Linked DNA regions of Zea mays: all the other regions are linked to region 1. The links are chromatin contacts, called in public Hi-C maps. All regions are on one chromosome and are shown on one strand. Each heading gives the region's core, a stretch centred on a gene start, on an enhancer-like site or on the middle of the called end of the contact. The rest is flanking DNA. Distances are from core to core; before and after follow the strand shown.

What was found. Hi-C and Micro-C count contacts between places; a contact is called where the count stands out from the background.
Region 2: a contact with region 1 is called in a Hi-C map of leaf, with 5 times the contacts expected there. The contact joins the promoter of LOC100280512 here to the promoter of LOC103643094 in region 1. A contact is called at or near these places in 7 of 25 Hi-C or Micro-C datasets (bundle sheath, ear, leaf and 2 more).
Region 3: a Hi-C map of endosperm shows a contact between it and region 1, with 2.2 times the contacts expected there. The contact joins the enhancer-like site here to the promoter of LOC103643094 in region 1. A contact is called at or near these places in 2 of 25 Hi-C or Micro-C datasets (endosperm and leaf).
Region 4: a contact with region 1 is called in a Hi-C map of tassel, with 4 times the contacts expected there. The contact joins the promoter of LOC542192 here to the promoter of LOC103643094 in region 1. A contact is called at or near these places in 2 of 25 Hi-C or Micro-C datasets (leaf and tassel).

The regions. Positions count from the first base shown.
Region 1 is chr6:57,933,962-57,941,498 of Zm-B73-REFERENCE-NAM-5.0, reverse strand. LOC103643094 (translocase of chloroplast 159, chloroplastic) reads left to right here and starts at 2,922. Exons shown (of 2, transcript XM_008666263.3): 1 at 2,922-4,255; 2 at 4,343-7,504. The coding sequence starts at 3,191. The coding sequence ends at 7,261.
Region 2 is chr6:57,007,936-57,015,472 of Zm-B73-REFERENCE-NAM-5.0, reverse strand. LOC100280512 reads right to left here and starts at 3,445. Exons shown (of 19, transcript NM_001153432.1): 1 at 3,312-3,445; 2 at 3,169-3,224; 3 at 2,974-3,077; 4 at 2,746-2,875; 5 at 2,097-2,212; 6 at 1,927-1,993. The coding sequence starts at 3,369.
Region 3 is chr6:58,519,089-58,526,625 of Zm-B73-REFERENCE-NAM-5.0, reverse strand. It overlaps LOC542192 (salt-inducible protein kinase), which reads right to left. Exons shown (of 9, transcript NM_001358414.1): 6 at 7,406-7,537; 7 at 7,184-7,306; 8 at 6,797-6,884; 9 at 4,892-5,397. The coding sequence ends at 5,219. Among protein-coding and RNA genes, the nearest start is that of LOC542192, 19 kb to the right of the region's middle. Within about 2 kb of position 4,590, at least 3 of the 20 cell types and tissues checked have an H3K27ac peak or open chromatin away from gene starts, as enhancers often do. A contact at or near this core is called in endosperm, where this site is marked.
Region 4 is chr6:58,500,073-58,507,609 of Zm-B73-REFERENCE-NAM-5.0, reverse strand. It overlaps LOC542192 (salt-inducible protein kinase), which reads right to left and starts at 3,634. Exons shown (of 9, transcript NM_001358414.1): 1 at 3,170-3,634; 2 at 1-1,956. The coding sequence starts at 1,805.

The sequences.
Region 1 (7,537 bases), core at 1,673-4,172:
TTTTGAACTTCTCCCATGCAGAAATGGTCATTTGTTAAATCTGAGCAGAAAAGATCGGAAATCCAAGGGCTTATGGAATTGGTATCGCAAAGATCTTCATGTGATTTGGATCCTTATAAGGAAAGATAATTTATATACATGAGAGAGCCGCCTATTGATTCTTTTGATGTCTCTACATGTGGTAATAGTTTCATCTGAGATTGTCTCTACCTACTATATATGCAGCTTGTTTACTAAAAAAGTTTTATTTCTCAAATTGCTAATGACTTGATTCTTTACTGCTAGGCCTTGATTTGCTGGATGACATCTTGTTGGGTTATAAAGTTGAATGGCCAATGAATATTGGCATTACAGTAGACGCATTGAAAATACATGCTAAAATATTATGAATGTTCTTTACCGCAGTTGCTGCAGAGGAAGCCGGCAGCGCGGCTATGGTCGCTGAGAAGAAGGTCGTCGCGTCTGTGTAGCTTGTCGCCGTTGCTGTGCACAAGGCGGGCTGCGCCGTGGATGCTGTCTGTTTGTATTACTTTTGGTTGGTTGCATTAAGTGTTGTACTGTGTGTTTGGTAATGCAGTTACTTTTGTATTCAGTGAACTGTTTGGTAATGTGGTTCCTTTTGTATTTAGTGAATTGTGTGGTACTGCGTACACACTGTAGTTCCTTTTGTATTAAGTGTAGTAGTGATGAGGTAATGCATTGCACATGTACTACTGAGCTAAATCTATGTACTTGTGCCTGTTGTGGCTAAAAAGCATATGTTTAAGAAAAAACTGCTTTCTGTGAATGAGGTACTAGCAATCTGTGTACATCGTGGCTCTAAATGGCTAAGTCCGTGTACTTGTGTTTATATGAAATCTGAAATAACAGCTGAGGCTATTTTCTCAGTACTACTGAGGCTATTTATAGTTTCTCGGAAACTATTCTTCAGTATCTTGGGAACTTTTGTTCAGTTTCAACTGAACTATTTTTAAGTTTCTCAGGAACTAGAGACTATTTTCTCATCAACTATTGTATAGTTTCTCAGGACCTATTCTTTAGTTTCTTAGGAACTATTGTTCAATCTCTCATGAACTATTTTTCTGTTTCTCAGGAACTATTGTTGAGTTTGTCTTGAACTATTGTATAGTTTCTTAGAAATAAATATTGTTCAGTTTCATAGAAATCTGAAATAACTGCAGATTCAAGTGACTATTTTCATAGAAATATGAAATAACTATAGATTTAAGTGACTATTTTTACCGAAATCTGAAATAACTGTAGTTCATAGAGTACAAGGGAAATAGAGGAGTATTTTCATTAGAAAGCAGTGCTTGAGATCATGAATGAATTCTAGACTATTTTCACTAGAGAACAGTAGTTCATTTCACAAATTACAGTTTCAAACAAGTTCACATACCGGTACACACTGCACTTCACATATTACAATTTAAGTGGCCAGATTACACTTTCTTCTTCTTCGGGGTGATTTTTAACTAAACATCTAAGAATGTGTGGAGACGATGTTGCTCCTGCTGAAATAGTACTACCAGCTTCTGTCGTAGCAATCTGTGATGAGACACCCCCAGCCCTCCAGTCACCACTTCTTCAGTCCTTGTATTAGGAACCACTTCATCAGTATGTTACTGTCATATAGCCCGAAGCTCTTTAGGAACCACTTCATCAGTACGTTGCCCGTGAACTATCTCGTGTACATGCAACCTATAGAGCATAATGGAATTAAATAGTTGTGACCTAACCACATAAGAATCTAACTAGGTATATGCTCGTGTGTTGCTATGATAAAATACATTAATATACAAAAAATATTGTGTTTTATAATATTAACTCCGTAGCAACGCACGGGCATATACCTATAACATACATATGTATATAAGTTATCGTGTTATTATACGGTTCCGTTACGTTGCAACGCACGGGCACTCACCTAGTTTAAGAGTGAAGGTAATACTAGTTTTCATTAATTCTGCTAGAGTTAGATATAACATATGAAGCTGAATCATAAGTAAGGAATTAAATTAGTCACATACTCACATACATAAATTGATATGTGTGTGCGCGCTTTTCTTTGTTTTGTCTTTTAAAATGCTTGAAGCTAAAATGTGATGAGCAAATCAGAACATCCTATTTTGTAATCAGAACATTCTATTTTATATTCTGTCAAATGCAACATTGGATCACGCAACATTGTGTGGCCCAAAATATTTCTCCTCATAACTTCGAAACAAGCCCTTCCGACATAAAAAAAACAAAAGTTTAGCACAACCCACAACATAGATCTGGAAATACTACGTACAAAACAACAAAAGAAAAAGAAATTTGCTATTTTGTCTCTCTTAATTTTGACAGTCTATTATTATATCATTATATATATAATTGATAGGATCATTTATATCTATAATTTGTGGGTTCGATAACATATTGACAAACCCAGGCTGCAAAAGAAGTGGAAGATAACACGCTTCACCTTAGGCTAGCCGCAGTGACGGACTCGATGCCCTACCCTACCCGGCGTAGAGTTACTCGGCGTGCTGCAGCCATCTGCTGTATGGTGTACTCTATTTTGGCGCATGGGTGGACGAACGTCACAGCTAGGGTCATACGAAAGCAACTGTATACACTGTGTGTCTGTGTCCGTGAGCAACTGCATCCAATCATACGAAAGCAACTGCATACACATGCAGCATCGTGTGTATGGAAAAAATTAAAAAATTGATATAATATTTTGTAGTTAATATAGGGTTGAGATATGGAGTATATATGACTGCGGAGGATTATGGTATAGAGTAGAGAACCTTGCTGACAAGGACAAAATATTTTTTTTAAAGTAGAAATTTAGAGTTGTATGAGTGCGGATAGCCTTAGCTCCGCCTGTTTGCCTTCCTTAATATCTCACCTTGGTTTGTACTGCTGCGTGGTTCAGTGGTTGTGCCATCGTCTGGCGCCATCTCCTCCCAAAATTACACGCAAACCAAAGTAAAAAAACCATGTGTATTTACCAGCTACAAAAAAAACTGAAATCCGAAGAAACACACATATAAAATATCTCGGAGATAATTTTACTCCCCAGCCCGACCTAAAACCCTCACCTTATCTTCTCATCGCCTCCCTCCTCCCAGCTTCCTCGAATCTCACTGCTGCCGCCACTGTTTTCTTGCTTCGTTGCGTGCTGGCGGAGCAAGAGGCGGCCATGGCCACCACCAGCGACGCCGCCCCAGTCGCGCCTGTGGAGGAAGAGAGCACCTCCCCGGCAGCCGCAGAGGAGGAGCCGCCCAAGAAAGTCGAGGCGTCCATGGCCACCACCGACGTCGCTCCAGTCGCGCCCGCCCCCGTGGAGGACGAGAACCTGGCCTCGGCGGCGGCCGAGGAGAGTCCGAGCAAGAAAGTCGAGGCGGCGGCGGCCCAGGAGGAGGTGGAGGAAGTGGTGGAGGCGCCAAAGAAGGTCGTGGCGGGTGGGGGAGAGGAGGAGGAGGTGAGATTGGAGGGGATAGATGAGGGCTTTGGGGGTCCGGAGGCCGAGAACGGCCAGGCGAAGGGTGTCGGAGGAGGATATGATAGCGGGGATGTAAAAGAGGCGGATGCGGAGGATAAAGGTGGGAATTTGGGTCCGACAGAGGCCGAGGCCGAGACCGATGACGGCGGCGAGGAACCGGCGTCGGGGGACGGGGAAACACCCGCTTCTTTGGCAGCGCCCATGCCAGTGGTGGAATCCAAGTCGGAGAACGCCGAATTGGGGGATGGAGATCCTTCTCTGGTTTTCCTTGATGCGCTGGAAGGTGATGAGATGGGCGAATTACGGGAGGAGCAGGACGAGGACACAGGTGCTTCAGTGGAGGTAAAGGTTGTGGATAAGGTGGCAGATGATGCCGAGCCACCGGTGACTGAGGAGGAGAAACTGGAGCCAGAAGTTGAGAAGGGCGAGGAGGTAGGTCCTCGGAGTGGAGATGGTGGTGAGTTGAGCAATGAGAAGGAGGTTGAGGTCTTTTCTCTTAGAGAGGAGGCGGTGGAACCACAGGATATGGTAGCCCATGTTTCTGAAGCTAATGGTGAATTGGGTGATGAGAAGGAAGCAAGTGATGATGTGGTGGTTCTTGGAGTTGAAGAAGCCCCAGAAGAACCATCTAACAAGGATACTGATGGTGATGAAGTCCTGGTTCTCGGAGGTAAAGAAGCACCAGAAGAATCAACTAAGAAGGATGATGATGTTGAAGACGAAGCCACCAAGCCTGAGCCAATGAGTGAGGCAAGTCCAGTGGTAAGTCAGCATCCTCAATCTGATTTAGTTGCTAGTAGTCTTGATGTCGGTGGGGACGTAAACAATGCAAATGTTACACTGACCCAGGTTCTGAATGACGGAAGCATAGAGGAGCTTGCTCCTGCAAGTGCTGACAGTGTGCTTGAGGATAGCCTTGAGAAGGAGCAGAATGCTGAAAACCTGGCCACTGCCAGTGAAGCGGTGGAAGATGTTGGTGCCGAGGTTGAGAATGTTGCTGCTCCTAGTGTCGATGGTATCTTGTCTCGGGAGTTGGCTCCAGAATCAATCAATGAAAATAATGGCGCTGATGAGATTGAAGGTGCCACTGAGGTTGTTGATCGTGAAGAGGAGGTTGCTTATAATGACATAATTGAGGCTGTGCCAGATGACGAGGATGGGATTGATAATGAGGCTGATGATGATAATGACGGGGCAAACTCTAACACGAGTCCTGCACGGGTTGCAATCTTAGAGAGCTCTGAAGCCGCGAAGCAGATCATGAAGGAGCTTACAGAAGGCTCCTCTAGTGGTAATGTCTCAAGAGACTTCACCAATAGCATGGATGGGCAGATTATGCTTGATGATTCTGAGGATGATGATGATGGGGATGAGAAGGAATTTGATTCTGCTGCCTTGGCGGCCCTTCTGAAAGCGGCAACTGGTGGATCCTCAGATGGGAATGTCACAGTTGCTTCACAAGATGGTTCTAGAATATTCACCATGGATCGACCTGCTGGTCTTGGTTCATCAGCCCCTTCTCTCAGGCCGACTGCACCTCGCCAACCTGCCAGGTCAAACCTATTCAGCCCCTCAGAGCTAGCAGTTACTGCTGACCCTACAGAAGAGATGACAGAGGAAGAGAAGAAGCTACACGACAAGGTTGAGTTGATTAGAGTAAAGTTTCTGCGTCTGGTTTACAGGCTGGGAGCTACTCCTGAAGAAACGGTTGCAGCACAAGTGCTGTATCGTCTGAGCCTTGCTGAGGGTATCCGACATGGTAGGCAGACAAATCGAGCATTCAGCCTTGATAATGCACGGAGAAAGGCCTTACTTCTTGAAGCAGAGGGAAAGGAGGATCTGAACTTCTCATGCAACATACTTGTTCTAGGAAAGACTGGAGTTGGCAAAAGTGCAACTATCAATTCTGTATTTGGTGAAGAGAAGTCCAAAACTGATGCTTTTAGCTCAGCAACCACTAATGTGCGGGAAATCATTGGGGATGTTGATGGTGTCAAGATTAGAATCATTGATACACCTGGCCTTCGTCCCAACGTTATGGACCAAGGATCAAACAGAAAGATTCTTGCTGCTGTCAAGAAATATACCAAGAAATGTCCGCCAGATATTGTTCTATATGTGGATCGTCTGGATAGTCTGAGCCGTGATCTCAATGATTTGCCTCTTCTGAAGACAATTACCTCTGTTCTTGGCTCATCCATATGGTTCAATGCCATTGTTGCCCTCACACATGCTGCGTCTGCTCCTCCTGAAGGCCTCAATGGTGCTCCCATGACATATGAGGTCTTGATGGCTCAGAGATCCCACATCATCCAGCAGTCCATCAGGCAGGCTGCTGGAGATATGCGCTTGATGAACCCAGTAGCCCTTGTTGAGAACCATCCTTCGTGCAGGAAAAACCGTGAGGGCCAGAAAGTGCTTCCGAATGGCCAAAGCTGGAGGCATCAGATGCTGCTTTTGTGCTACTCCTCAAAGATATTATCAGAAGCCAACTCACTTCTGAAGCTTCAGGATCCTAATCCTGGAAAGCTTTTTGGCTTCCGTTTCCGCTCACCACCTCTTCCTTTCTTGTTGTCCTCACTCTTGCAGTCTAGAGCCCACCCGAAACTTTCTGCTGAGCAGGGTGGCAATGAGGGCGATTCTGATATTGAATTGGATGACTACTCTGATGTAGAACAAGATGATGAAGAAGAAGAATATGATCAGCTTCCACCCTTCAAGCCCTTGACCAAAGCTCAGCTTGCAAGGCTCACAAAGGAGCAGAAGAATGCTTATTTTGATGAGTATGACTACAGGGTTAAGCTTCTCCAGAAGAAACAATGGAAGGATGAGATCCGCAGGTTAAAGGAGATGAAGAAGAGGGGGAAAACTGATCTGGATGATTATGGGTATGCTAATATCACTGGTGAGGACGATCAGGATCCTCCTCCAGAGAATGTGTCAGTTCCCTTACCTGACATGGTACTGCCTCCTTCATTTGATTGTGACAATCCCACATACCGGTACCGCTTTCTAGAGCCAACTTCGACTGTCCTAGCAAGACCTGTTTTAGATGCGCATGGATGGGATCATGACTGTGGTTATGATGGAGTGAGCGTTGAAGAGACACTAGCTATCCTTAGCAGGTTCCCAGCAAATGTAGCAGTTCAGGTCACCAAGGACAAGAAGGAATTTAGCATCCATTTGGACTCTTCCATCGCAGCAAAGCATGGAGAGAACACATCATCTCTTGCTGGTTTTGATATCCAGACTGTTGGGCGGCAGCTTGCATATATTCTCCGTGGGGAGACAAAAATCAAGAATATCAAGAAGAACAAAACCACAGGAGGGTTCTCAGTAACTTTCCTGGGCGACATTGTGGCAACTGGACTGAAGATTGAGGACCAGCTCTCCCTTGGGAAGAGGTTGTCACTAGTTGCTAGCACTGGCGCGATGCGAGCCCAAGGGGACACTGCATATGGAGCTAACCTGGAGGCACGCTTGAAGGACAAAGACTATCCGATAGCCCAGTCCCTCTCAACCTTGGGTCTCTCTCTGATGAAGTGGCGTCGGGACCTTGCTCTGGGCGCAAACTTGCAGTCCCAGTTTTCCATCGGAAGGGGGTCGAAGATGGCAGTTCGACTTGGTCTGAACAACAAGCTGAGTGGGCAGATCACCGTCAGGACAAGCACCTCAGAGCAGGTCCAGATTGCACTTCTGGGTCTCGTACCGGTTGCAGCCTCCATTTACCGGAGTTTCCGGCCCAGTGAACCATCCTTTGCTTATTAGCTTGTCAGGAGTCTCAGTTTAATTATTTCATGATCACATCGTTTCTCTTAGCAATTTTGCTTTTCATATCAACCATGTTTCCTGCTGTTTCAGTTCACTCCTTTGTAATTGGCAGATCGTTTCCTATCATAATTTTGGGTGAAGAGGGTTGCGAGATTTATCTGGAACTATAGCTGAATAAATAATGTGGAGGGATGTTGATCCTTGTGGTTATCAATCTATTACAGCGTTTTTAAGTCTTCAGATTATTCTTGTGGTTATCGATCGATTAGTGTT
Region 2 (7,537 bases), core at 2,196-4,695, 930 kb after region 1:
TGCGCACTACCGCTAGCCTCCCTGGTGAGGGGCTCCTCGACAACCGAACGTGGAAAGAAGCAAGAAGGCCCTGAGGTTGTTGTTGTCTGTGTCGCCCCACCGACCGTTGACGCTCAAACATCGACCCCCTCCGAAGAACAAGGATGTGCAACACCTCGACTTCGACTACCTCGGCATTTAGGGGCTATCATCTACACGGAGTGCACACCGGTCTCTACTCCAGCCACAACATTCGCACCCTCACCACGCTACGGTTGCGGGGGTATTTCAGCTCATCGGCTCCTACCTTCGGCTTCTACTCCAGTCTCATTGTTTGTGGTGCTCCTGTTGTGACTGTGGGGGGTGTTAGAGTGTGTGTTAAAATTATCCATGTATGTGTAGTTGGGCTGCCGACCCATTGGGGTTAGGGTTTTGGGTCTATATATATGTATCCATCTCAAGCCCTCACATTATCTTACACTTTCAAAAAAAGGAACAAAACAAAATAAGATTTGATTGATTTAGGCTTTTGAGAGACCTTATGACCATAAGGTACCATATCAATTGTGACTGGTTTAAAAAGGATGGTTCCTTTCTACAACTAAGATCGTAGAACATATTAAAGTCCAAGATTTACTATAAAATTACCCAAGAAGGGAACACACTTGATGAAGTTTAATCTGCCAAATGACTTTAGACAAACTCAAATTTCACAAAAGATTCAAAACCAGTGTAAGGGAGCTTCTACACCTCAATGGAGAAAGAATAAAATAAACCAAACTAGCACCGACATGTCCTTGCTTTTATCTTTCCATACGATGGTATAAAAGCAATGTTATTAAAACGACGTTAAAACGTAGTTTAAACGACGTTTAAACGACAAAACGCTCTGATGGTGTTAAAACGATGTAACATTTTACAACTTGGTGTAAAACGTTGTTTTCTTGTGTTTAAACGTCACATTGGATGTTCGCTTCAGATTAAAGTCGGTTGTTTGGACTGCTGCAGCTGCAATCCATAGAGACAAAAACAATGTAGAAACAGTAGAAGCCGATACAGATTAAAGCTAAGCAAACATGCATATTTTTAGCATTTTACTCCTCTCGCTGAGCTAATTCAGGCCCAATCCAGTTAACAATGTGGGCAGCCTTCTCTCAGCCCTTGCATTCCTGCATGCACCCACCATGCACTCCATTCACCGCCATGCACTCTTGTCTCCTACATAGACGTGACGTCGTCGTCGCCACTCCAGTCACCGGCCGACGCACACTCCATCCGCCGTGCCCCGTCCTCCAGGTCCTCATCCTCCCGTGTCTCATCCTCACATCCACCGCACCGCCACTCTAGGACCTAGGTCGCCGCTGCGCCACCGCTCCAGGACCCAAGCAGTTAGGTCGTATTCTCGTCCGTTGTGCTCGTCACCCCGTCCTCCAGGGCCCCGTCCTACCGTTCGCCGCCACTCCAGGGCCCCGTCCTCTGCTTCTCTAGCTCTCTACATTGTGTCCTCTGCATCTGCCTCCTAGAGTGGATAGTGGACAACACTCCTCTGCTCTGTTGGTTGTTGCTCGCTTGACTTTATGTTATTATATGAAATTATGATATATTCAAATTTTCCTATGTTGCTAAAACTACGTTTAAACTTCGTTGAAAACGTTTAAAAGTCAAAACTCCACCCATGAACGTTTCAACGTTTTGTCATTTTAATAACCTTGTATAAAAGTAACTGCAATTAGTTGCATTGATAGTGCAAGGCCGCAAGCATGAGACATAATGACTTGCCCCATCAAAATCGGGGGGAAATTGGATGCACAATAAAACCATGGAACACATAAACATAGGGACAGTGTACAAGTCCATGACAGAGATTGCCATGAACGCAGTTCAAATAAGATAATACCCAAGATTGAGCAACGAAATTAGCTTATTGAAACACTGTGATAATTTTACCTCATATGAGAAGGGTCCTTGCAGAGTGTCCAGATCATGGGTGCCAATAGCAACGAGTGTCCTCTTCCTATTATCCATCATGGAGTAGTCTGAGTTAATTACTCAGTGTATTGAGTACAATCTTGATATCAATACAATGAAAAACAAAAAAGCAATAAGATAAGTGATACCGGCAGATATTTTGGTGGAGTTTGTCTTGAAGATCAATGAAGCTGTTGTATCTTGCTTCATCAAAAGTTACCCCTCTTAGGACAGCACAAACTATGTACGGTCTAATTTTTGAAGTCTGAAAAAACACCAAATCAAGGATTACACTGGAAGAAAATAAGAACATGAATATACCATTCTGGAGGATAAGATCAACATCAAAATTAGAAATACAACACTAATCCGTTAATATATAGCTTCTAGAATTAGTAATAACAGGCAAATATCAAAATCACAAATATGTTAATATCCTAACACTTAGCATCCGCTTCAAGCTATAATCGTTTTCACAACAATAATAAAACATTACAAAGAGGATGCACCAAAAAAATACATATTTTAATAGCATGAAAAATGCCAGTAGGGTATTGCTTCCGTTTTTCCTTCCAAAACTGACAGTTTCACACATCATTTTCCCATTATCCTGGAGACATAACATTCCATTTCCATATCCAAAAGTCGACTGATTCAAGTGCATAGCCATAACATACACTAAACAGTGCTGCTGTACAATTTTCTCTACTGCCTAGAGATGGAAAACTGAAGAAATCTAGTAGTTTCTTCTAGGATGTTATTTAAAATGCACTGCAAGTCCCAACAACATGACATTACCTCTGGTTTAACATGCATCTGAAGCATTGAACCCCGAGGGATTGATGAAACTTGGAATACAGGGCTTGCTTCAGTCCCAGTGAAAACACGAAGAGCTCTTGCTAGTCCTTCAAGACATAGCAAATCATATCTGCATGCATTGTTCCAAGTTTTTACCGGATTTCCAAAATCCTGCATACCTAGTACTCTAGTAACATCGATTCCTTGACGAAAACAAAATCTGCTGACCTGTTGGCGGCAACCTCTATCTTGTAGATGACCTCGTCATCTTCGTCCACCTCACTGTCGTCCTCGAGGTGCTTCTCCTTCCTGATAATAGCCTTCTCCGTCGTCTGCAGACGCAGACCCAAAACCCTCAAAATTCAGACAACGCCACTGCCAGCACAGCGGACGGGAGGGGCAATGGCGGAGAGATATGCTCACCACATCGTCCAGCTCGATGCCGAACTCGAAGCAGAGCGCCTCGAACTCCTCCTGTGCTGCAGCCAGTAGGATTGGTTACGAGCTGTTGCGGAGGGAAGAGCTGGGCTTTTGGGGAGGGACTGCGCAAAGGAAGTCAAACTTACTGTAGGTTCGACCAATGGCAGCCAAGAGACGATCCCGGCCGACGCTCACCGTCGGCATCCCGGCTGGGGCGGAGGAGACGGTCTGGGAGGCGGCGGCAGGAGGAAAAACCTAGCGGTGAGTCCGGAGCGACGGCAGCGGAGGCGTTGATGCTGAAGCTGGTGCCTTTGATGGGCCGAACAGCTAAAGGCCCAGACTTCACTTTGGGCCCGTTTGGTAGCTCGGGGCTCGTTGGCGGGGCGCCATACAGGGTGGAGGACTGGAGGAGGATGGCGTGCAGGCCTGCAGGGCTCGGGCGGCGCTGGCTGCTGTTGTTCTGCTTAGGGCGAGAAAAAAAAACTCGAGCTCGACGAGCTCGGGCTCGCAGCAGCTCAGCTCGGCTCGGTCCGGCTCGACGCATAGAACGAGCCCGAGCCGAGCCTGTTTTTGTGGCTCGTGAAAAGAGCGAGTCAGCTCGGCTCGGCTCGGTGCAGCTCGCGAGCTGGCTCGTGGCTCGTCCTAACAACAATTTGTTATATAAAATCTTAATTAACATATAATATTAGTAAGGAGTAGACAATTAATTTCTGTTATTTGATATTACTATAAAAAATAATCTATTTTCTATATTATATTAGTGATATATCTATTTTACTAATTTAAAATATGTTATTTAAAATATTTTTAAGATTTTATATTATAATTTATAGAGCAGATTTACGTTTATTGATAGGCCCGTTGGCTCGGCGAGCCGGCTCGCGAGCCCGGAGCGAGCCGAGCCGAGCCGCTTTCTCGAGCTCGCCAGATGGGCGAGCCGAGCCCGGCTCGTTACACGAGCAAGCTGCAGCGAGCCGAGCCGAGTCGAGCTCGGCTCGGCTCGTTTCCACCCCTAGTTCTGCTGCACTCTTCTGGCCCAACGGGGTAGATACTGTTGATAACTATAATCAGATCTGCTCACTACCCTCCTATCAGTATATTAGTCGTCAAAAGTTGTAGAAGATTCGTCTTCTTTCTCATAAGCACGATAGAAAAACACACGAGACACATAATATAAGATTGGGTCTCTGGCCTCTTTCTAATCTCTTCTCTCTTATAAAGAGGTACAGATTCATTTATATAGAGACGTCAGACCCCTCAGATGTATAATTAGTATTCGCCCATATAACCATACTATGGTTTCTTAACACTCCCCCTCGGGCAAATATCGCGACCAACACATGCCTTGTTAAAACTCTCAAAAACCTAGTAGAAAAAATATGGAGAAAAAACGCATGGTGACGTATATTGCATTTGCACTTTGTTGTCATTAAAAACCTCATGTGATAAACTTCAAGAAAACCCACCACAGAAAAAAGAGTACACCAATTATCATCAGGACAGATTTCGATCTTCTATATCTATATTCCATTGAATCTTCTATAAAGGCTAATTTTAGAAATGTGCTCTCTGACCCTTGCAAAACCGTCTTAGTATGGTAAAATACCTTCTTATGAAGTATATGCAGTTACACACATAGAGATTTAGCAAACAGATTGCATATTCTTGCAAGAACTATTTCAGGAATTTTACCTCAACTCACTTCTAGAATACACGAGGTAAGTGAACGAATCAACATAATGTAACACCTTGATTTTTTGGGTTATAAAAATCTCTTTGCTCTGTACTTCAAATTCAGGTGTTACCCTTTTCTTTATTCACTTTTCTTTTCCCTTTATCAAAACTGTAGAGAGTTATTTTGGTTCTACATTAGTGTGAGCTCTAGAAGTGTCATAATTGTTGTATTCATGATGATGCATAATGTTTCCAAGTGCAAGAAGTGTTTGAATCATGTCAATATGTCTTTTAGAAGTTTCTCGTAAATTTTCATATTTTTCAGAATATTTTTCTATTTTTCGAAATTCGAAATCAATTTATATGGGGTACTTAAAAACTTTTTCAAAAGTGCTAAATATGTGTTTGAGTTCATTGTGTGCTAAATCATGTGTAGAAATTTTCCTAGAATTTTTGGAGCCTTCGAGATATTTTTCGGATATTAAAAACCATTTCAACTTTTTCTGAAAATGAATTTTAATTTTAAAAATAGGATAATTACGAAAAATAAAATATCTTCAAACCCTAGCAATATATATATATGGCTGGAATCCTCTCGTCGAGCCCTTTACAAAATTTGAAACCTCATCCTTAGATTCGATCTGAAACTCTCGGAATTGCTCGCCGAAGTTCGGGACGGTTCTAACTTCGGTGAGCAATTACTTTCGATCTGTGCGTCGTCGATAGAATCCGAGGGTACCGTGCGTTCGTCTCGGTGCCTTCGGTTCGTCGATCTGACTAACGGTTCGTCCCAAATTAGCGAATTTATGCTCGGCTCATGCAAACTTCGTCTTCTCCAGTGAGCCTCCACCATTTGTTGTGCCTAGGGATTCTTCGTTTTCCCGTTTGTGCAGGGCCGCCCTCTCCTTTTTGTTGACACATTTTCGGGCGCCAATCACTATAATGAGAACCGGCGGCGGTGCTCTCTGCACAGGCGCGGACGGTCCGCGGCCAGGGGTCGAACGGTTCGTGACCTGGCGCAGGGCTCGGGTTCCCTGCCTGACGTGTCGGACGGTCCGCGCCCTGGGGCCGGACGGTCCGCGCTTGTGTAGGGACGGTGGAGTTCACCGGCGGCGCCTAGATCTCGCTCCGGGAGGGACCCCGTCGAGGAGGAGAGATCCTAGGTGTTGTCTAGGCTCGGCAAGCCGACCTAGACTCCTATGATCGACGTAGAGTCGAGGAGAAGCGGAGAATTTGGGGCTTGGAAGACTAAACTAGAACTAGACTAGAACTACTCCTAAATGCATAAGTAAAACGAGAAATAGACTTGATTTGATCTATTGTTGGGGGGTTCAATCGGCTGTAGCCCTTCATCTATATAAAGGGGGAGGTCTGGATCCGTTACAAGTTGTTTCCCGAGCTAATCCCGCGGTTTTAGGTAACAAATCCTGCGAGAAACTCGGAACCCTAACTGACTCTGCGCACGCGCGGATCGTCCGCGGACTATACATGTGCCATGGATTCATCGTTGTACAATTCCATATTTGAACAGGATAATATACCGACGATGAATAAATGGGTGGAAAGTACCCTGGTCTCATAGGATGAACAGGCGATGCTTGTTGTGTCGCCTTTTGGGTCGTTTTGTTTGGCCGTTTCGTTTTAGCAGGTGACCGGGGTTCCTTCGTTGACCGATCACGTGGAACAATCTTCTTGCTAGCATTTTTGGCTAGTAATTGATCGAAAGTAGGGCCGGCTTTTACCAACCGACCATGTGCGTCATGTTGGCTTTGCCCTCGCGTCTCTTTCCTTGCTTTGCGTCTCTTTCCTTGCTTTGTGTGGACGCTGACGCCTCTGGCCATGGGCGGATTGTCTGGCTGAGCCAGCCGAACCGTCTTTATGAGCACCGAACCGTCCGCACGTAGGTGTCGGACCGTCCGCGATGCTCAGGTCAGGTTGTCGTGCCCGGCTCCTTAATTGTGTCTGCCCCCCGGCGCCTCCGGACTTGTTAGTCTTATCGTCCAAAGCTTTTCGAGCAACCTCCTTCTGCGATATATTTGACGTGCGAGGATCACCAATGATGATGTCTTTGCTTTTGCCTTTATCGTCCATTTTGGGCCGAACTAAGACCTTTTCGCATGCGACATCTATTGTATTAACAGGAAATGGCTGTGTGTACATTTGCATCTCCTGAAAAGCCAATCGTCCCTCATTTTATGACCGATTGCACTTGTCGACGAAAAACATTACAATCATTGGTGACATGAGAAAAAGAATTATGCCACTTACAATAATCACGTCTCTTTAATTCATCTATAGGAGGGATAGTATGAGTTAATTTAATGTTGCCATTTTTAAGTAGCTCATCAAATATCTTATCGCATTTGGCAATATTAAAGGTAAATTTAATCTCTTCTTGCCGATTCTTTTGAACCGGCTGTAAGGAAGAACATGCTGAAGATTTGGCCTTTGTTGGCCAAATAAATTCAGTGGTATATACATCTGCGGATTTATCATCTGAACTATCACGCTCTATTAGATGTATTGTACGGGCGGCCGATTTTGGTGTCTCTTTAAATCGGCTTTCACAGGCTAAAGCCCGTTGTTGTAGCTGGGCTACCGAGAAGAATTGGGTCCCATCTAATTTGTCTCTTAAGTAGGATAGCAACCCATTAAAAGCTAGCCCTGCTAGCTCTTTGTCTGCGACATGGATCCGAAA
Region 3 (7,537 bases), core at 3,341-5,840, 580 kb before region 1:
CGAAGGTCAGTTCTAACGGACTCTGGACCAATTTATCTTCATCTTCGTCAACTTTGACATAAAACCATTCAGATTTCCATCCTACTGGCCATTTGCTTCGGTAACTAATCACTGGGAACTTTGTAGTTTTGCGGTAAGCAAAGTTGTAGCAGCCAAAATTTTCATGCAAACCATCTCCCCTAGCCTTGGTTTGGTAGTGCAGTTCGTGTACTCGGCAGAAACCTTCGGCGAAAGGTTCCACCCCCTGGCTTCGGAGGGCCCAGATATAAACACTCAGCCTAACGATAGCGTTAGGCGTCAGCTGATGAAGGTAGATCCCATATTTCTTCAACACACCAGCAATCATCTTGTTCAGAGGGAATCTTAAACCAGCTTTAAAAAGACTTTTAAAAACCACCACTTCATTTTTTTCCCGGCTTCGGGATAGTTTCTTCTCCACCAAAACGAATCAATTCCTTTTTTGCTTCACTAAGATAGCCCAACTTCACCATCTTAGGAAAATCAGCTTCGGAGATGGTGGACTTTCCGAAGTCCAGGTGGCTAGGCTTGCTCGACACTGCACTGCTGTAATCATCTTCGGAATCAGTTTCTTCAACAGCAGCCTGTTCTGCTTCGGCAGCAGGGATGTCCTCCGGTGTTACCAACCCAGAGTGCTTCATTGCTTCCGAAATAGGAATAGTCTCAGTAGCTTCGGTCTCATCTCCCTCACGATCGACCCGAGCAGTAGAGCGAACTCTGGCCATTTGATTATGACTTACTTGAAATTTTTGGTGTTGACTTTTTTGTTTTCTCCGAAGCTCTTACTCTTGTGCCGAAGCAGAATCACAAGCGAAGTTTCGTCTGAGCACGATGATTAAGCTTCGGCTATGACTAAAAATTTGGCAACAAAACAGTGCAATAGCAATGAATGTCGTGGTAACTTCACACCTACCCGTCTGTTTATATAGTGTCGCAGGTGGGAAGGTGAATCGGCAAGGTCTCCAGCACCGAACAAACAGTCACCCGCACTCACTGGACGGTGGGCCACAGGGTCCGAGAAGGTGAATCGCTGGCGCGCGCGTAATTGGTGCAAGATGGGGCGCGCGCGACGATTATTTTAATCGTTTCTCGCCAACGAGCTCACGGAAGGTGTTTTTTGGATCTTCGGCGTCCCGAAGCCTAGAAGACTTTTTCACGGATCAAGCTCGTTACGAAAAACGATCTAGCACCGCGAAGGGGCTACTGTTGGGGGTATGCTTCGTAGCCGAAGATCCTAAAAAGAACACCTTCGAAAGGTCTTTTCAGAAACAAGCGTTGAAGCTATTATCTATAAAGTTTCGGCACAAAGACAAATCTCAAGATGAAGGGTCGAACCGACTTAAAGATGAATTGACTTAAAGACCCATGATGTTTTGTGTCATTATTGTAGTTGATTGTAAAGGACATAAATGTAATTTTGCGCAGGTTGCATCCTGTGCCTATAAATAGGTGAACAGTTTCTCGGCACTGTTCACGCAATCCTGTAATCACTGACACGTCACGCTTAAATTATTGCTTTCCGCCAAGGCGAAGGTATAAATGTGACTAAATATTATATTTTAATACTTGTATATTCATATAATAAAACATGTGAATATATTTTATACTTTATATTTCATTTTTCATTATTGTCTTACAAATATGATCACGAAGGTGAAACCTTCGTGATACTTTACTTATGACCTTCGTCTGAAGCTCATTAAATCCTTGGGGAGATAATGCTTCAGCGGACGAAGGGTGTTTATACTTAACATATTTGTGTTGCCTTGTTCTTAATTCGAAGCATTTGAAAACAAGTCCCCAACAGACATCGTGATGTAATGAAGTACTTATTTTCTCTATTATTTTGAGCAATGTATGATGATGTCCAACTATGTAATCGCTGTGTACGTGAATTTCTGATCCTGGCATGTACATGGTTCGCATTCGGTTTGCCTTCTAAAACCGGGTGTGACATAAGTGGTATCAAACCCTAAACCCTAGATAGTAGATAAGCTTCAGTTCCTTTTAGAGGTAAATATTTGGAACTCTAGTTTATGTATATTTTCCCCCATCAGCTTTCACTTATCCACAAACTTGTTGTCCACAAACAACCGACACAGCAATACTCACAATTATCTTGTTCAGTATTACAACTTGATTATGATTCCAGGGACCCTATCTTCTTCAGTCCACCCGAAAGCTTATCATGCAAGCCCTTCCCTTTTTTGTCTCATCGTCTCATTTGACCAAAAAGATTACTTAACCAAAGTTACACATTAATGCATGATCTACAACTCTACTATAAAGATCAGGGGTCACAACTTCACAGATTTAGCTCAAAAGAGCCCTGAAGTTGAATTCTTTTAACACTGAACCCAGTTCCTAGATATAGCACAGACCGCCCATGATTGAAGGCACTTTCCTCCCATTTTCGCACAGTATCAAGCCAAGCCTACTTAAAGAAATTTGTTCCCCTACATACGATCTTTAATCCCTTTACAGCATTCTGGGACCAAAAATGTTTGAATCTCAAGTTACGATACTCCAAACTTGGTCACAATTCTCTGAAACTCGGTTTCAGCCTCTGGTTCACATTCAGTTCCAAGCACAGGCCGACAGTGAAAGTTTGGGAGCATTTAATTTAAGTTTTTGTACAGTACCAAACCCACTTCCCCTTATGAGATTTGTTTATCTCTCCATGGTTTACCAAGTCATTATAGACACCCTGGTCCAACACTTTATGGATTGGCCACAAAAGAGCTCTAAAGTCAAGTAAAATACATTAATATTCAGTTTCAGTAATTTGTGTCTGAAAATCCTAATTTAGACAGCTCCACTTGGAACCACTTTTCTCCTAGATCCATATGGTTTTTGGGGTATCCCACCTAACAAAGTTTGTTATCCTATAGTGACACTACATATTTGTTATAATGACTATAATCTATAACCCTATGAGTAGAGGAGTAGAGACCTCTAAAACTGCCCCAAAACACACAGTTCAGACTTTGGTTTCTCACTAAGTCTGAAAATCCAGAATTAAAGCATTCCACTTTTGAGCAGAGTTTACAAACAGTTCCATATAGTTTTAGGGCTGAGTAACTTCATCAAATTTGTGCACCTAGTGTAGCTCTACAGATTTGCTACAGTGACCATCTTCAAACTGTCCATGGATTGAAAGTTATAAAGACTTAATTATAGCTAGCTAGTAATATTTTCAGGATTCAAAATCATAGGTCCAAACTAAATTGTGAGTTTTTCTCCCCTTTTTACTACAAAACATGGAAATCTCCACACATGAGACTTGTTTGGTTTAGAAAACTCTATAACCTTGGTATTTTCACTTTTGGCCAAATTTTACCAGATCACAAAATCCACTTTTTGTGGTTAAAACTGAAGTTTCTCAAACTAGGTTTTCTGCTCCCCACTAATCACATCATCAAATTTAAATTGTTTCTGATTCTAGTGAATGCATTCTAGGTGCGTCACAACACAACCATGGAAATGCATAGGATGTCATGCTAAATTTTAGTTCTAGTAACACCAGGGGTGTTACAAATAGGTTCTTGGTGCACCGAACTAATTCGGTGTACACTAGACTTGTCAGGACCCAAAGGTCGGCTTCAGGTTCCAATGGCTAGATAACATGGTGGCACACATGGCAGGGTCTAATGGTGCACCAGACTGGTCTGTTGTGCCTTACAAGCTAATATAAGGATCGGAACGGTTACTAAAACTACAGGCATGGTAGAGGTCTGGTGTGCAACGGACCTGCATAGTTCGAGGTCCAGTGCACCCAGTTTCTATGCATATTTTGGGATTTGATCCCAATGGTTATTTGTGTGTCTGGGGACTATAAATACACCTCCAACTAGACTATTGAAACACAAGAGCTATGCAATAACTCAAATACACTAGGGCAAAACTCCTAAGTGATCAAAGCCTCTCAAATACCACAAAAGAGATAATCAAGTAATAGAGCTAGTTCCTTTATGTGAATTATGATAGTGCCTTGAGAGAGTGCTAGAGAAAATAGTGTGTGTTGTGTTCTTGTGATCTTTAAGCTTTGAGTTTTGACTCCCGTCGATTGTAAAGCAATCAATATAATTGAATGGGTCGTGCTTCGGGCCAGCTCATTAACCACAACCTATTTAGCCATCTATAGTTTAGTATCTCCTCCATCACCGTCACTGATCTGTGGGAAAGATGAGAGAACAAATTTCATCTCATCTCACTCCCACACCATATACCTCATCGTCTGTGTCTCCGTCTGTGTCTCCGTCTCTCTTCTCACCACATCATCGCCCCATGTCTTTAGGGTAAAATTCTAGGTGCACCGTGAGGCGCGAATTATAAATTTAGAGAATGTATTATTATACTCGCTCGCCATATGCTCGATAGCTCCAGCGGTGGATGAAATGTGTTCTCTGAAATGTACAAAAGGCCGCTGCAATTTCGATAAACCAAAGATGCATGCGGCAGCAACCAAATGGAAATGGAAGAGGCATGCCCAAGTTTAGGTATGGCACGCAACAGCGGCAACCAAACAGAGCCCGGTGTCCTTGCATCTAGTCTAGAAGTGTTGCCTGTTGCAACCACATTTTTTCTTCCATGCCTAATGTACAGTGTACAATACTACCTGCTCATAAGATCTGCATCTTAGAACTCAGCAATGATGTCGCCCATCTACTTTTATGAAAATGAAATATCATCATTTGGCACGGGCACAACGTACCAACTTTCTATGAAGGTATAACATGCACCACATGGACTCTGGCACTTAACTGAACGGGTGCAGATCTTATGGGCAAGATAAGATCCACCATTTATGGTCACCTCGATGTCCATGAAGGGCCGTTCAACATTGGTTTTCAACAGAATCCACAGGAACAGAAATAGAAAGGTGTAGTATAGAGCTCCTTGTTCACAGTTTTGAATATATTACAACATTCATTTCTGTTTTATGAGGGAGCACAAGCACACCTGCGACCATTCAACAAATTCCAACTAATACTTCTACACATCACCAACCTTCAAACCGGGTCCAGAATATTCACGGATACAATCCAGCTCATAACATGGTTATAAATAAATTGATGCACTAATTTTTACAGCACTCTATAACATGCATGTATATGTATTACTCTCCAGTCAAAAGGAAAAAAAGGAGAAGAGAACCCCCAACGGATTGGGGGTTGAAAGGCAGTACTCCACCTGTATCTTATTTGGTTGCCTTCGCCTGATTTGCTGCAACTGACATGGAGCGAAGCCGTCCAGCGATCTCTGTGAACGCTGGGCGCTGTGCCGGATCTGGAGCCCAGCACTGCTCCATGAGCCTTCTCCACTCCGGATCACATGAAGCTGGCACATGTGGCCTCAGTGTGTTGTTTACGATGCCCCCTGCAAAAGGGGTTCTAAAAGTAAATTCACAGGATGTGCTAACTGATCAAAGGGGGAAAAACTAGGGCATACCAAAAAAAAAAACGCTCCCTGCAAAGGAAGTGTAATGAAGATGCTAGCTTTTGTTTTCCTTTGAAAAGTAAAGTCACGCATGTGCTAACTGTTCAAACAGGAAAAGAAAACTAGGATCTTGGAAAAAATGAATAGATTAACAGCGAGACAAAATCTTCGTAAGACAGAGATGACGTTGGAAAATAAATCAGAATACCAGGGCAACTAAAGGTAAAAGAGTGAAAGTGGTGATATTGGCAACAACTAATATGCAACCAGGTCTTATATGCAAGCGTGAAAGTGAGGTTCCTGGTTCGTAAGATTATGATCTAACCATGTATCACATTTAACACTTAAACCCTTCCACCACCAAGTCATGTAGATTTATAGAAAACCCTCTAACAAACCACGATCATGTCTACAGTTAGATCATGATCTAACGGACCAAGAGGCTCGCTTGCACTTTTGCACATAAGGTCTGATTGCATATTAGTTGTTGCCGGTGATATTAGGAGGTGCACGATAATCCGTTTGTACAAAGTCCCATCTTCAACAATTCAACTAAAGGCAACGTAGACATTATGACGGCAAAAATGACGTAGATTCTAATGGTTGAATATCCTTAACAGTGTTCATTCTCCTTATATCGATAACAATAATTTAGAAGCTTCTAACAACTTCAGTAGCCACCCTCCAAAAATGTGAATTACCAAAACAGGGCTAGTGCCATGACAATAACTTTGGTAATAATGTCTAAACACAGCATAGGATTCGAGCTGCCTAAACTACCAGGCCATGCACAAACCCAATTCCAAATTAACAATAGGGATGTTCTTTTTATTGGCTGAAGTAATAACTTCTGTTGACCTTTTCACCCTTTATTTTGTTATTAAAAAAATTCGACAGGTAAGACAGCCTTCGGGCAATATATTAAAAATACCTTCTCATCCAGGTCAAGAAAACCCTCGAACCCTTGCCCCACCCATACACAGCGGCACCGTAGCCTATGTGAGAACACGACCGCGGCCGGGACCGGGCCTTAGACCTGTGCTTTGGCATGGGACGGCAGAGGATATTTTTTAACCACAGCCTGAAATTCGCTCCCACAGGGAGTCGAACCTAGGACCTGAGGAGTGCTATTCAATCTAGCCAACTCAGCTAGAGGCCCTTTCGCTTTATTTGGTTATATAATCATCAACCCTAGAAAGTGAACTTCAACACAAAACAAAGGCATGGCTGAGTATTGAGAGATCTTTTTTTCTGAAACTGAATACATAGGAAACCACCAGTAACATTGTAAGTCTAAACAAACAATTCATGGACTAATTATAGGTGATGAATTGTATACCTATAATTGCGCCATAGTGCATATTGGCATATGGTTCTTCGCCAGTGAGGATTTCCCACATAACAATACCAAAAGAAAATACATCAACCTGTATCAGCGGAAACAAACTCAGCACCTTAAATGTAACTTCTTTATACACAACTGAAGCAGATATGGATATTGTTGGAATATAGTAAGATAAAGGATAACCATATGATAGCAAACTTTATGATCAAGTTTGCAACAGGACGAGGGTGTTTGGTTTGAGGCATAATGTACGCGAGGAATGAGGCGTTCCTCCAACCAAACAAAAATGTGAGTGGAACAAAATAGATCACCTCACCTCATTTCACAAACCAAACACCCCCTAAAACCACAACTGAGAAGACTCAAGAGCTATGATTATACCTTCTCTGACACCTTATTGCTGCTTCCATTGAGTAATTCTGGAGCCATCCATGGGAGTGTCCCTCTCACACCCCCTGAAACCAGGGTATTTCTTTTTATTTTGGACAAACCAAAGTCACCAACCTGTATAAAAATCATATATTTACCACATGAGTATAAAGTAATTGAAAAACACACACAATACAGTTATACAATAACAATATAGATGTAAGCGGTGCCCACTTTGCATATGGGACGTGATTGATCTTTAAGATTTACAAGCAAGTTATCACACTTCAAATCAAAGTGCACGATATTTTTCGAGTGCAAATATTCCAGGCCAAATGCAGCATCCATTGCTATGATAAGCCGCTT
Region 4 (7,537 bases), core at 2,385-4,884, 570 kb before region 1:
AGAAAGCCTGCTTGCTCCCTCGGAATCCACTCAGAATGAAAGACTCGCCCAGGGTGAGGAGATTGATTTTTATAGCTGTGATCTACCATGTCAGCCTGAAAGTCAGAACAGCCAGATGCAAAAGCTCCGCCAGAGTGGCGATCATCTTCGCTGATATCTGAACCCTGTGTTGTTGACCTAGCTCTTGGCATGGTACAAGTCTCTAGGCTCTTAACACTGTCACTTGGTTGAAGAGAAGATGTCACACCTTCTTGAATACAAACAGTAGGGGGGGCTCCTGAATGCATATAATTTGAAGCAGATGAGTCATGATGCTTCGAATGACCACTGAGATTTTCAAGCGACTGAAAGTAATCTAGTTCATTGCTTTCATTAGGCATGTTACCAGAAAACCCCTTTTCCTCCTTCACCGATGCTTCTGTCTGAGCATCCTGATAAGACTGTTGATCAAGAGACCGCTGTGAAGCAGTTCCTGAGAAAGGTGCATACTGGGATGTATATCTATAATCAGAAGGTGTAGATACAGGAATAGATATCTGGCCCTCAATTTCATGAAATCTTTCACTGGTAGCTGGGTTAGAATAATCAGAACCCTGCAAATTATGCATCCTCTGAACCTCAATGTCATGAAATCTTTCACTGGTAGCTGGGTTGGAATAATCAGAACCCTGCAAATTATGCATCACATGGGTATAGTAAGAGCGCAAATTTGAAGTATTATCATTGTATAGAGCTGATGGCATTGGTCTTGGGTGCATCTCTGGACGCATGAAAGTAGACGCATTCACTGCATGCAAATTTGAACTATCTCTGCTTGAGTTTGTCAGCCTACTATCAAAATTGAGATTAATGAACTGATCAGATTCATTCAGGGATGTATTTACTAAACCCTGGCCACTAGATGAATTTGCAGTTATTCCATCCATCCCGTTGATGGCAGCAACATATTGGATTCCAGAATCACTATCCATACTACCCAGGCTGAAACTCATATCATCAAATTCAATAGAGGAAACAAGGAATATCCTAAGCTTCTGGGACCCATCCCCATTATCAAGTAAACCACATTCTTCCATCATATTTCTCAAATCTTCATCATTTGAAACCGAGATCAATGCATCAAGATCCTCACCAGGTAACTGGTACTTGATAACATGAGGTTGATTACAGACGGCTGTTGTCTTCTGTTTAAGCTCCTGCCAGGAAATATCCCTACTAATCCGAATTATATGGGTCTCACCACCAACATACCTGAGCTTTCCATCACTCGGTCGGGGTAATATTTTTCCACCGAAGCTACAGAGAATTTTAATCATTCTGGAACTTTCGGAAGCCTCGGAAGAAGCATAGCCACGGAACAGTCCCTGACTACTTCCACCACCAGATGGAACTCGTGGAACTGACGTACTTGACATGTGCCTTCTTCTGTTTTCGTTTTCAGAAAAAGGTTTTCTTTCAACCTCATCTGGTTGATGGTTACCTGAGGTCAGAAATATCGATGCATCGAATCTAGTTTCACCTCCTGTGCGAGGAGCAACAAGGCTTACTCTAGAATCTTTGTGACCAGCACTAGAAGTGACATTCTGATTATGAGGCATACCAGGAACAAGATGTTTCTTGGGTATAGCTCTCATGAATTCAAGAGAGAACTCCTCCCCAGTTTGAATTGAATAATTAAGGACAGGCTTAACGGTGCCTGCAACAGGGTATTCTGGAACGGGGTAACTGGTACATGCTGAGCTTGAGGACCCACGAATGGAACTTTGAGTAGCAGAGCGAACATCATCTTTTCTAGGTTCCATCATGCTGTCTTATCTAAAGTATAAAAATGATGTCGGATATACGATTCATCATCATGCTACCCATTCAGCTGATAGTAATCCATTTCCTCTACAATTGTTGTGTGACAAGGAACCAATTGGAGAGCACAGAACACCGAGTAAAAGGTAAATCAACCTGCAGCAAAGGACACGAGGATAATGCTTAGCAAGGACCATGAGAAAAAAAAGTGCCAATTAGGTCGTAATTTAAGAAACAAGCATTGTGCTGTCTGCGACAGAAGATTGAGCAACGCTACAGAACCTTGGCAGATAGTGAACTACATTAAAATTAATGATGATAACAGCAAGAAGCAATACCAACACAGCAAAGTTACAACTCTTCAAGCTCCCCAAGTCAATGAGTAAAGCATGGACAAATGTCTTCAGGTGAAAATATTACCAACCACTAGCAGCTTACTACTCAGGTTGCTTGAGGGTTTATGACAAAACTATTTTATTGAACAGTGCTACAGAGAAATTGCAATACATGTCATGAGGTACTTGTGTTATTAAGCGGTGTTATCAAACCGTCTAATTAATCGCGACTAGTCAGCTCCCTAGACTCAACTAGGAGCTACGACTCGACCTGGAAGACTATAATTATAGTCGTAGTCGTTGACTAATCACTGTTAGTCGGATGACTAAGGTGTGGATGAATATGGACAGCTGGGGTCACGGGCTGCACACCCAGCTAGACACTGCCATGCCTCCTCTACGGTTCAAATCCTCTGACTCCCCACTCTCCATCCATCAGCATCTCACTCAGCCACTCCACTCTCCATCCAGCAGGCACGCCGCCGCCGACAGGATCCCGTCGTGCAGGCAGGTGAAGCAGCACCACTGGCCACCGCCGCAACCTTCTTCCTGCCGTCACTTCCACCAACCCTACTGGTGCTTGTCAGAACGACTGGGGCAGGGGGCTCGTGCAAGCGGGACACTGAACGGCAGAAGCTCTCACTGCCGGCCACCTCTTCTATTCCCATCCCAGCTGGCGCCATCTCGTCTGACGAAGATGATGTCCTTCTCCAACGATTAGTGCACGTCATCGTCCATCTTCAGTTCCTGTTCCCAAATCTCGGACTTGACGCTCTGTTCCTAATACTCTAGTCGTCCAGTAGCAACTTGTCCCTGGTCCACTCTTACTCTCTTAGTTTATACCATCTCAGTAAACTCACTAGTCACCACCTCTTGGCGGACCCAGCAAAAGGTCTCCGGTAAATTTTTCTTTCCAAAAAAAAAAGCTCGAAGTTGGGAGGCGTCGATCAAATAGTTAAATAGCTTTAGGTTAGGGTTTGGGTGCTGGGCTTCCCGATCCCACAGCATGAAGGGAAGAGAAGGGATGGGAATACCTGGCAGGGTCGTTGCCAGCCAAGATACCGACGAACACCTCAGCACCTGGCGCAGCGCGGCGCCTGCGCCGGCGGCCCACCAGTCGTCGGAGAGCGTGAGGGTGCGAGAGAGACCCAGGGACGCACGCTAGGTCAACCGTGAACGGCAGGGGGACGCGGGGGACATGGGAAAGCAGAGGGAAGGGGTTCCAGATTGGGAGAGAAGAGAGTGAAGGGAAAGGAGAAGGGAGAAAATGAGGATTGTGCTGTGCTGACTGACTGCCACCTCCTCGCTCGCCCTCTATCTCTCATCAATCGCCGTCATCGTCGGGCGGGGCGGGATAGGTGGGGCCACCTGTACAGTCGAGTCAAAGCAAGAGCAGCAAGCCAAACCGGGCAATCGCGAAGGGTCATCGAGTCATCGTGCACTACAGGGATAATGATTTTCTCCTATTTCATTTGTATCAAAGCGACAAAGATGCCTTCTCTGCTCCGACCGGTGAGCGTCCACTTGTATAATCTAGTATTTGTATTGATCTCTTGATGCGTCAGAAACAGATAATTTTGTTCTACTCTAACAACCAAAATACATGGATAACAATTAACAAGAGTATGAAAGTCCCTGTTTAGAAGGCTCATCCTAATAACCTTTCAAGAAAATAAAGAAGACTTATTTTAGCCATTATTTAAGGGGAAAACTAGTTAACAACTAGTTAAATATTCTTGTTATTGTTCGTCTAGTTATCTCTACAACCGGTACAACTCCAACCGAGGTGTCCTCTTTTGAAATATAGGACTTTAAACTAGAAAATAGCATCCAAGAGAGATTTTATTTTATAAATTTGAAGCAAATTGATACATGACTCTAGCTCTGAGGTCATAAATATACAACTCCGCATAGATGGACCTATACTCTTTGTCAACCACCACATCGCATGAAACTTCATCTCTCCCGCCTCCGCTCCCAAGCTCGCAGCCGACCTCAACCACTGCACCTCGCTCTTGAGCTCGCAGCCACCGGTATGCCTCTGCTCCTGATTCCAACCCACTGGTGCGCCCTATTGCCCACCCGTCGGCGCCCCCTGCTCCCCATCCTCTACGGAACCGCATATTTCTAAATAGAAGTTGCGCCATGTTTCGCCCGTGTCGGCAATATTCACGTTGTCCTCGTTCTTGCATATGCAGACCCTATGTCTAGCATCGAGTGTTGATGACCAGTATGTTTCAGTCCCCATGGCCATGTACTTTAGTGTACATCTGTCTCTGCCTGACGGTTTGAAACTGATGGCCAATTCAATAGAGCACGGTTGATAGGATATTGGCACCCATGACCCATTCATCTTTGATGGAGTAGAGACCATTGGCCCTGATCCATGTCATGATTATCAAATGAAGTAGAGAGCATTGGCCCTGAATCCTTATCCATGTATTCTATTGGTAATCGGAGGATTTCGAAACCTGGAACCAAGGAATGGGTGTTGGGTACTTGATTTCAATCCCCTAAAGGTGTTGAAAATCAAGGCAACACAAGTTAGGAGTGCAGACCTTCGTCCTTAGCTTAACACAAGTTAGAGTTTCTGCTGACCACGTCCGAAGATCGAAATGTCGAAGATTCGGAGTGGTCTAAAAAATTCTCATCTAAAAGATGGAAGAGGCAGAAAAGAAATAAGCATCGAAGAATCTATAAAGAACAGGGAGAATGTTTGTACTTTATTACCTTTGTCTTTACCTTTGCGTGGTATGTACATACTAACTTCCGAAAATCTCTATAGGCACGACAAGCAGCTGAAAGATTTGTAGAAATTAGCAAGAAGCTTCAAAGCAAAAAAAATCCGAAGGTATTTGTCAGCGTTTCGAGACCGGGGGGTCCCTGGGCCGACGAGTGAAATGTCGCCGCGTGCCCCAGCCCAAATGGGTCGGCGCGAGGCCGAGCGCGAAGGGGGGAAGTGAGGTGGCCGAAGACGGGCGTGAGAGAGGTGGAAATCCCGCGGCCTTCATGTTCGTCCCACGCCCAGGTCGGGTGCGCTTGCAGTAGGGGGTTACAAGCATCCACGCGGGAGAGGGAGCGAGCGGCCTCACGCGAGCGCCTGTCTCCTCCTCGTCCTCGCGCGGCCAACCTTCTGTAAGAGGGCCCTGGTCCTTCCTTTTATAGGCGTAAGGAGAGGATCCAGGTGTACAATGGGGGGTGTAGCAGAGTGCTACGTGTCTAGCGGAGGAGAGCTAGCGCCCTAAGTACATGCCGTCGTGGCAGCCGGAGAGGTTTTGGCACCCGGTTCGTGTGATGTCGTGGCCGTCGGAGGAGCGCCGGAGCCTGGCGGAAGGACAGTTGTCGGGGCTGTTGAGTCCTTGCTGACGTCCTCTTGCTTCCGTAAGGGGGCGGAGAGCTGCCGTCGTCAGGGAGCATGCGGGGCGCCATCATTGCCTATCTGGCGGAGCGAGCCAGATGGGACACCGGTCTTGTTCCCCGTAGCCCGAGTCAGCTTGGGGTAGGGTAATGATGGTGCCTCCTGTCGACGTGGTCGGTCCGCGCCCTAGGTTGGGCGATGTGGAGGCTCCTCCGAGGTCGAGGTTGAGTCTGTCTTCCGTGGCCGTGGTCGAGTCCGAGCCCCTGGGTCGGGCGAGGCGGAGACCGTCGGCTGAGGCGAGGGCTGAGTCCAAGTCCGAGCCCTGGGTCGGGCGGAGCGGAGGTCGCCGTCTTCCGGGGCTTAGCCCAAGTCTGAGCCCTGGGTCGGGCGGAGCGGAGCTCGCCGTCTTCTGGGGCTTAGCCCAAGTCCGAGCCCTGGGTCAGGCGGAGCGGAGTTCACCGTCTTCAGGGGCTGAGCCCAAGTCCGAGCCCTGGGTCGGGCGGAGCGGAGCTTCCTATGGCGCCTGAGGTCGGGCCTGACTGCCTGTCAGCCTCACTCTGTCAAGTGGCACTGCAGTCGGTGCGACGCAGGCGGCGCTGTCTTTCTGTCAGGTCGGTCAGTGGAGCGGCGAAGTGACTGCGGTCACTTCGGCTCTGTCGACTGAAGGGCGCGCGTCAGGATAAAAGTGTCAGGCCACCTTTGCATTAAATGCTCCTGCGATTTGGTCGGTCGGCGCGGCGATTTGGTCAGGGTTGCTTCTTGGCGAAGACAGGGCCTCGGGCAAGCCGGAAGTATGTTCGTCGCTGGAGGGGGGCCTCGGGCGAGACGGAGATCCTCCGGGGTCGGCTGCCCTTGCCCGAGGCTAGGCTCGGGCGAGGCGTGATCGAGTCCCTCGAATGGACCGATCCCTGACTTAATCGCACCCATCAGGCCTTTGCAGCTTTGTGCTGATGGGGGTTACCAGCTGAGAATTAGGAGCCTTGAGGGTACCCCTAATTATGGTCCCCGACAGTAGCCCCCGAGCCTCGAAGGGAGTGTTAACACTCGCTTGGAGGCTTTTGTCGCACTTTTTTGCAAGGGGACCAGCCTTTCTCGGTTGCGTTTTGTTCCAGTGGGTGCGCGCGAGCGCACCCGCCGGGTGTAGCCCCCGAGGCCTCGGAGGAGTGGTTTGACTCCTCCGAGGTCTTAATGCCTCGCGTAATGCTTCGGCTGGTCTGGTCGTTCCCTCATGCGAGCTGGCCGTAGCCCAGGTGCACGGTCGGGTTCCAAGTTCTCGGGCTGGTATGTTGACGCTGTCAACGGTTTGGCCGGAGCCGGGTTTGCGAGAGCAGCCCCCGAGCCTCTGCACAGGGCGAGAGGACGATCAGGGACAGACTCGACTTTTTTACATACACCCCTGCGTCGCCTTTCCGCAAGGAGGAGGGGGGCAAAGCGCCATGTTGCCCTCGGTGGGCGCCGAACATGGTGTATCCGGTGAGCTGCTGGCGGGTAATCCGAGCGGACGTCCGTGCCCCATTTGCTAGGGGTCGGCTAGAGGCCCAGAGGCACGCCCAAAAGTACCTGCAGGTGATCTGCCGGACCCGGTCCCCTGTCGACGGGGTCCGAGGGCTCGATGCCTCCCTCTGATGGGATTCCATTACAAGATCGTTCCCGCTGGTCTCGGAAATGTCCTAGGGTACCTCGGGAGCACAGCCCGAGCCTTGGTTATGTATCGAACGTACCCATGGTCATCCCTCGCTCTGTGTCTGAGGCGGCTGTGAACCCTTCGAGGGCTAGCCTCCGAACCCCTGATCAGTAGTGGGCGCGGAGCCCGAGTAGCCTGAGGCGGTCGTTGAACCCTTCCGAGGGGTCGGCCTTCGAACCTCTGACCAGTAGTGGGTGTGGAGCCCACGTGCTCTGAGGCGGCTGTTGAACCCCTCCGAGGGGCCAGCCTTCGAACCTCTGATCAGTAGGGAGGCTCGGAGAAGGATCCTTTTTGGGGTATCCCCCTTTCCCGGTCCCTGTTGTAAGAGAGAGAAAGAGGAAAAAAGGAAAAGGATTCGAA